Linked DNA regions of Zea mays: region 1 is linked to region 2. A link is a contact called in public Hi-C data. All regions are on one chromosome and are shown on one strand. The core of a region is the stretch at or near the end of the contact, and the rest is flanking DNA. Distances in the headings are between cores, read along the strand shown.

Region 1 (4,075 bases), core at 1,550-4,049, 140 kb after region 2:
AATAGGGAGTGTAAATACGGAGCGTTCCTGGAAAACACTCTCCATACGCACCTCCGTATCCACGGCTGCCACTCCATAGGATACGAATACGGAGCCAGCACTGCTGGAGTTGGTCTAATCGAGCCCACCGGCAGGGGCGGACCCAGGACATAATGAGAGTGAGGACATACTTCCAAGGACAAGCACCAAAATGTTAGAGCGAGGGCATCTAGGTTAAACTGAGCATGGGATCAAATAGTGAAAATTTGAGCTCTACTACTTAAAATAGATAACTGAGCGAGGGCCTAGTCCCTCACTCTCCTATATGTAGGTCTGGCCCTGCCCACTGGTTTTCTTTTACTAGCACGCGATAACTGAAACCGCATGTAAAAAGTAGACTTCACTTTAGGTTTATAGTTGTTTTCTACTGCGATCAAATCAAAGTTGAAGCCTCACGATGCAAACACTTAGAAATGACCCAATGGCACATTTCCCTTTTAAAGGGAAAATGTCTTAACATACGCGCGGACCCGTGGAGCCAACGCGTGCGTAGAGGGAGTTACATGGGGAAGGATCGATGCGTGGCATGGAGGGAGCCACACGAGCGCGCGGAGGGGGCCGGGGGAGGGGGGGGAGACACGCGTTGGGAGATCGGCTTGGTCGGTCTAGGTGATGGGTCGGTTGGGTCCATCCCCTAGGTGACAAATGAAGTGTGTGTATATATATACACTATTTGTCAACCTAGGTGAAGCTTCACCCAACCGATAATTACCGAACGATCTTCAGTAATTTCCAGTAATTACTAAGTGACATTCAATCATAACAGAAAATACTGAGTGTTGGTACCCTTGTATTTTGTGAAATCCAGATCTCCAAAATCATTTACAATGGAAGGTGGCTGCGAGAAACAATGTTGATCAGGGAGGAAGAAGGAATTTTTATACTACAACGGTCACAGAAGATTGGAGTAAGCAACTGCTGGTGGACATTTTCACTAGCAGTTCTCTTAATTAAACCGCCAGTGAAAATCGTCCATTTACACTGACGGCTTGTTTATGTCAACGACCAGTGATGATTCAGTTTTCACTGACGATTCCCTTACATTAACCGTCTGATGATTTGTTTAAGAGAACCGCTACAGTGGAAATGTGTTTCTACTAGCGGGTCTTTAATCTAGCCCGCCGATTTTCTTTTACTGGCGCGATAACTGAAACCATATATAAAAAATTAGACCTCATCGTAGATTTAGAGCTGTTTTCTATTGGTGATCAAATCGAAGCTGAAGCCTCGTTTTCAGAACGTTAGGGAAAGGAAAAGGTACCGATTGCTTCTTAACTTGGACTTTCAATTGGTTGCCACCAGGTTTAAAATTGCGGATTATAGTAGATAGTGACATCATTTTTTATAGAAGTTGTAAAAAGACAATAGAGCTATAATAGATAACAGTTTTTAAGACGAACATGAAAATCCCAAGTAATTTAACCATGAAAACGTAAGAAGCATAAATTTTGGTGAGCACAAATGTTTCCAAGCCAAACCTTTAAAAGTCTAGAGAATGTTACTTATTTGCTCCATTTTTTCTTCCAAAAGACTAATTAACTTAGCATCAAAAGATAACTAGATAATACCTCAATTTCCACCCGAAACTAAATTAGCATAAAAAGCTAAGTAATTTGGTGGCGCTAATAAATCAATTGTTGGCACATGAGCAAGTTACGTCCAGCTCATGCGTGCCTCCAACTAATTGATAGGATAGGTCTGCACGGATGTGTTGCACTGCATGTTTCAATCAAGATAGTTAAAACAGAATGATCTTCAGAAAGGAGAAAAATCTGTTTGGTGAGCCAGGCCAGTGGCTGATCGCTAACGCTCACCTAGCTCGTTCAAGCCATGCATTCCTCAACGTTCCCATCGTCGCAACTCAGTTGCTCTTGACATTTTTTGCTATTATACTGTTAGTACTCAGCAAAATGGAAAACTTTTATGGTCCAAAATATTTTTGTAGGCTTTTCAATTAGTCTACAAAAATTAAATAATTTCTGTCGGTCGAGAAGCAACCAACAAAAACTATTAAATTTGAAATAAAGATGGTTATTTAAGTTATGTAATAAAGAAGTCATATAGCAGCATTTGATTTGAAACAAATATTTGAAAATAATACTTTGAGCCACGTTGAGAAGAAAGCAAAGTATTTTCATTTTTGGGCAAGCCTTATGGGTGTCGATGATCAAATGATAGTAATAAGGGTTGGTTTTAGATTAAATAACGAAACTCAAATCAGTTTTGGTAATATAAATAAATGGTTAGGACGTCATGCTTTTAAAACCCGTCACCCAAACCTCTCTATATATACATACTATGGATGGAGTTTTATTTGTAGTCTTGGACATATCATTAAACGCGTGATTGGTTGTCAGCCTACCGCACGTTGGCCTCCCTCGCTTCTGGCTCACCAGCGATGCCGGCTCGCCACTTCTCCAGAGGTGCAAGCGCATGATGAAGAAAAAGCCTAGACTGAATGAGTGTACGCAAGCCGACATCCTCACATACATGAAACCCAATCAAAATATACAGGTTGTATCTGCACAGATAACCAATCACGTGGTAAATGGTTCCTGGTTGTAGGTTTGAGTTTGTAATAATTAGTCCGATTTTGTTTTCACTGTTAAAAATTGATTGAACCACTAAACTTATATCATATATAGAAAAAACTAGTTAAAATTTTAAGGATCTTTTCATTTTCATCGTCGCCGGTCAGCATCAGACCGCGACCTCCGATCCAAACTCTGATAAGCTTCAGCGGGGCATCCGCGTCATTTCGCACCAACCTTGTTGTTGTTGTTCTTCTATTTCTTAGTATCATAGCACAGTATTTCGTGCTCTCGCTTCGCTCCCTTAATTTATCACCATTCCTAATTTATTCTATTTCTTAGTATCATAGCACAGTATTTCGCTCGCCCCGATTTCCCGACTCTTCCCGTGCCTCAGACAGCATCGGATTGCTTGATCTCGATTGTCAGAATAAGATTCAGCGCAGGTTTGGATTCACCGAATCCACCGATTGCTTGCGCCCCGCGGTCGCGCGCGGCGGAATTTCGGCCGCCGCCAATTCGGGCCTCTCCGGAAGGGTGTCCCCGGTGTGGTTCGCCTAATATCCGCTGCCCTCGTGCGGGACTCCTCGTGATTTTCGGCTGTGCGCTTGGCTTTTCCAGTCCCGTGTTGTGGTTCCAGCCTTTCAGGGGATGGGGCGCCGCGGGTTGCTCAAGGCTGCGCTTCTGCTGTGCTTCCTTGCTGCTTGCTCCGGGAGAGGTGAGAGCAGTTACTCCCCTTTTTTCTGTCTCTTGGTTCCACAATGTTCTATCGAGAGGTTATGCTCTTCGCTGCGTTTAAAGAATTATGGTTTGTTTGGGACCAAGGGGATTGAGAGGCTAAAATCCATTACAATTCAATCAATTTTTAATGGTAATGTATTTTAGCCCCATAAATTCCCTCCAATCCCCTTCTTCCAAACAAGTCCTTAGAGGTGTCTGTTTCACTTAATTTGGGTAGATTTCCTATGAGAGTGGGAGTATCCGTGAGAAAAAAAAAGAAGAAACCATATGCAAAGAACAGACGAGATACTTTTAGTTCGCCTGTTTCTCAGGAGCACCTTAACGAACTGGAAAGGCGTTTCGATTTCAAAAGGTTGATTAAATAAATTAGCGGCAAATTATCATGCTACTTAGTACTTACTATGCAGACACACGTTCTGCCAATACTTTTACGCTGCTGCATTTTAGTAGTATAAAATTGGCCTTGTCCTTGCATTTCGATTCTTCAGGTTTTCTTTTTAGTAGTATAAAATCTGCCTTGCCCCTGCATTTCGATTATTCAGTATTTTAAACAAAAAGTTGGAGCCGTGTCTTGTCAGTATGGTTTGTAGCGTGGTCATAGTCAGTTTCACTCTAACAAGCGACAGATGCGTACAGATTTGATTCAAAGACATCAACATATACCCACTTAATTCAAAATTTCTGTGCAGTTATATTTATGTGTCATTTTTCCATGTTTTACATACCTTCTTTTTTCTGCTAGTTGGTTTGTCTCAACGTATTCA
Region 2 (3,981 bases), core at 1,441-3,940:
GTATATTGTCTGTCATATGCATGGCTGACGCATGCTGGCGTACAGTGGGCCGACCGCGACCTGGTTGGCGTCCTGGCTGGGGCTTCCCCCACTAACGGAAGCCCAGGGCTTCCATTACTTCTTCCCTATATATATATATATATATTATTTTTCTGTCTGACTCATATAAATAATTGAATAAATTCTAAATATCAGTATTAAATAAGATATGTATTATGATTATGGTTTGATAGTATTTGGATTGTCGACGGGATATTGACATAGCTTAGGTCTTATTCGATTATTCCTATCATATATGGATTAGATGAGATTAAAAAATATAAAAGATTTTGACTTATTTGAGATTTAAGCCTACTTAAGGTCTTGTTCGGTCTGAGGTGGATTGATAGGGATTGGAAGGATTTTTTTTATAGGAGGGGGTTTTAATCCCCTCTAATCCCGCTCAATCCAACCTTAACCAAACAAGGCCTAAATCTCACCCAACATACATGGATTGAGAGCAAAAGGAACAAACCCTTATATTGTTATTCATTGTCTCTACATGAAATTGTCAAAAAAAATGACGAATGATTGTGTCTATCTACACCCCCTTAAGCAATGGTAGAGTAAGGCAATTAAGATAGTGTGTCATGTTCTGAATAAAGTGTCCACAAAAACAAAAAATCATTTAAGAAATAAAATATCCACTTATAGTTAACAATTATAAGGGGGTAGTTTATTTAAAATATTAGGTGAGGTGAGTGGTTGCACATTTGGTTTTCCTTTTAATCTCTTTATTAAAAAGGCCCGGGGCTGCAATCTTTTATATATATACTTATATACATACCCTAAAGTCTGAAAGCGTTTGTTGGACCACTTTTTCTTTTAAAAAAAAATACGATACATAGCATGAGCACAAAAGCCAAATAAGTATATACATACAGAGAGAGAAAGGACGTACTAACCCTCCTTATATTGCCAAACAGCTGTTTACGTGCAAAGGCGATCGACTCAACAATAATATCTAGCACTGGCTTTTGGCAAAAGAAGTGCTTTACTACAATTTAAACAACTCTTAATCATGAACCCGTGCCATTACATCATTGGATTAATTAAACTAAATAAAGAGAGTGCACGAGGACAAATGTAGGTTTCTTCCGCTCTTCCCTATACTACGGCTTGCTCCACACCAAGATGGTGGCTGTCAATCATCAAAGTTGCTAAACCAAATCACATCATCTTACTTCTAATAAAGAATTACTAATTGTCTGCTGTAAATTAATATATATAAGATGAACCGACTTGAACCAGAGAAAACTGGTGTACTAACCTACTTTTAGATCAGAATCACAATGCCAAACTGTTTTATTACCGACCCAGTTCTGAATCAAAACTGCTTGATGCACTCTTCAAGCAAGAACCAGAGATTGTTGAACAAAACTTTTTAAGAACCAGCGCGCGGGGTGGTGAGAGATTGATGTTAGATGCATCGTTATTTTTTTTTCTTTTCTTCCTAATGATAAAAAGGACACGAACCAGTGGCACATATCTCGTTTTTTGCCAATGGAATTGGCGGGTGGATGATTTTCGAGACTATTCCTCCCCTGTTGCTACATTTATGGAGAAAATAGATTCAGATAAGAACTTTGTAAAGTTTAGAAACTTGATTTAAGGAGTTTTTTTGTTAATGTTTCTCTAAACCAAAATATAGGACATGTTTTTCTGGGACTAGTGGAGATGCCTTAGGGCATGTACAGTGGAGAGACACCAAAACGGTTCTCCAAGCAGAGGAGACAACTAAGAGACTCTATTGTACAATGGAGTGTCTATAAACGTAGTCTATTAATAAATACAGAATTAAATGTATTTGTATAGCATCAGATCGATAGAACAGACGACAAATTCGTACAGTAGGAAGTGAGGCGTCTGTTGTTACTTGGTTTACGAGCCAGAGGCGTCTCTTCACGGAGAGACGGCTCTAAGATTTTTTTGCAAATAACCCTCTAAAACACCTTAAGAGCCCCCACATTAAACACCACTGTACATGCCCTTAGATGCTCGCCCTTGCACGTTGACACGTCGCTACCCCATTTACCTGTGCCAAGTGCCAACTGCCAACACAGATAACTTGACACAGTAATAAAACAACAAGAAACGAAGATCACCACCACCGGAGCAAGCACGCGGCCAAATCAAATCAAAGCAAAGCCGCAGCTTCCGCAAATCCGAACCGGCCAGCTCTCCTTTGCAGACGTGCAGCATCCGGGCTGACGGTGACCAGCCAACCCGGTGCGCGCGTCCAGCCTCCACTCTCCAGGTGGCGCCGCCCTACTGGACCCACCGTACCGTTTGCGTTTGACGAGCACGAATCCCCCGTCCCCGCACTGGTATGCTTTGCTCCTCCAGCCGACACGGCGGTGAAGGCGGCGTGGTCCACCTGGCAGCCTTCGCTTCAGAAACCCACCCCCAATCTATCGCGGATTTACGAACGAGGGCTACTTCCGTCGTGAGCAAGTGAAGGGTGTGTCACTGCGGTGGACGTGGACTGGTGGGAGTAGTGCGTACTGCGTAGGGACCAATCTGCAAAAGGTTCTGTCAGCTGGACCCCACACCGCGAAAAAGGAGGCCCCACACAGCCAGGCCCAGACCTGGGATACGCTCCGCGTCCCCTAGGTACTCCCAACTCCCTCCCAAACCCCGTCCAGCCCAGCCGTCCCACCACTTCGTCAAAATCGGCGCGGTGCGACGAGAGCGACCGCCTTCCGCCCTTTCCTTCTTCCCTCCCGTCGTCTTCACTCCGACGCCTCCCCTGCCGCTACCGCTATTGCCTATTGGGAGGGCGGTCCCTGTCGCGCGCGACGCCGAGGCTTCGTGACGGGGACACGCTGCTAATTTGTAGCGCACCACACGCCGGCTCGGCCTCGGTTGCGCCTCGCCTCGCATCGCATCGCCTCGCCACGCCACGCCAGGGGATTACTGGCGGGCAGCGCTCGTGCTTGTTGTGCAGCCGGTGCGTCTGCTCGTGGCCTGCGGCGATGGGGCAGGACCTCGTCGAGATCCACCCGCGCGAGCTCCAGTTCACATGTAAGTCCCCGCGCCCGCTCGCCTGGCCTCATCTGCCCACGCCGACGAACCGCACATGACGCTGCCGCCGGCGCCGTGCTTGGCTTGCGGGGCGTGCCTGTCTGCTTCGCTTCCGTCTTCCGTTGGCTTTGCTCACGTTTTCTCCCCCTGTCGCGGATCGTCCGTGTGTGTGTGTGTGTGGCGCCAAGGTTTATGCATGACGCTGTCTGATGATTCGAGTTTTTTTTTTTTGCGGATTTGATGGTTTCCTGCGCGTGCGTTGAATTGATGATCATAGGCGCGGAGTGAACTAGTACTGTTGCGTTTGCTTTGGGGGATCGGTTTCCGAACCTGCGATGTACTCGATGGAGTAGGAGCCAAGCTAAAACCCCATCGTGAATCCGGGACGCAAACGGTTTCGTCCACCTTGCTTTCTCAGACTCGGTTGTAACGGTTCCATGAACTTTAGAGGATCACCTCGCAGAATCTCTCTCTCGGCAGATTTTCGAGGATCCAGACCCAAATCGAGGCAACAAGCCTAGCCTTTACTTTGTCAGTAATGTGTGGCAGTGCCGACTGTAGAGCCTGTATCTTTTCTTCCACCCCACTACTTTAGTTGGTTGCTTCCATTCTGTTCGTTTGGTCACATACAGGTAGGCTTTGTGGTGCGAGTGGTTGTAAAAGTCCGGTGGCTGCTGCTGCTGGTGGGGCGTGTGTCAGCGTGTTAGGGAAGCATGGAAGGACCTGCTTGGATGTTGGCTCTTGTTAACATGAATGAAAGCGCACTAACGGCTCACACTACGCCTGATATTAATTTGTGTTGAGAGAAGGGCCTTGATGACAGGAAAAGTGTGGTAAGCTTTATTATGAACATGATACATTATTTGGTATCCCTAAACTACAAATGTGTTGCGTTGCGCTTGGGCCGGACCTGGATCA

The links. Hi-C and Micro-C count contacts between places; a contact is called where the count stands out from the background.
Region 1: a Hi-C map of tassel shows a contact between it and region 2, with 3 times the contacts expected there. The contact joins the promoter of LOC100192094 here to the promoter of LOC100217097 in region 2. A contact is called at or near these places in 9 of 25 Hi-C or Micro-C datasets (bundle sheath, ear, endosperm and 2 more).

What each region holds. Positions count from the first base shown.
Region 1 is chr3:156,062,238-156,066,312 of Zm-B73-REFERENCE-NAM-5.0, forward strand. LOC100192094 (lipase) reads left to right here and starts at 2,800. Exons shown (of 10, transcript NM_001137517.1): 1 at 2,800-3,288. The coding sequence starts at 3,222.
Region 2 is chr3:155,925,045-155,929,025 of Zm-B73-REFERENCE-NAM-5.0, forward strand. LOC100217097 reads left to right here and starts at 2,691. Exons shown (of 8, transcript NM_001143466.2): 1 at 2,691-3,063. The coding sequence starts at 3,015.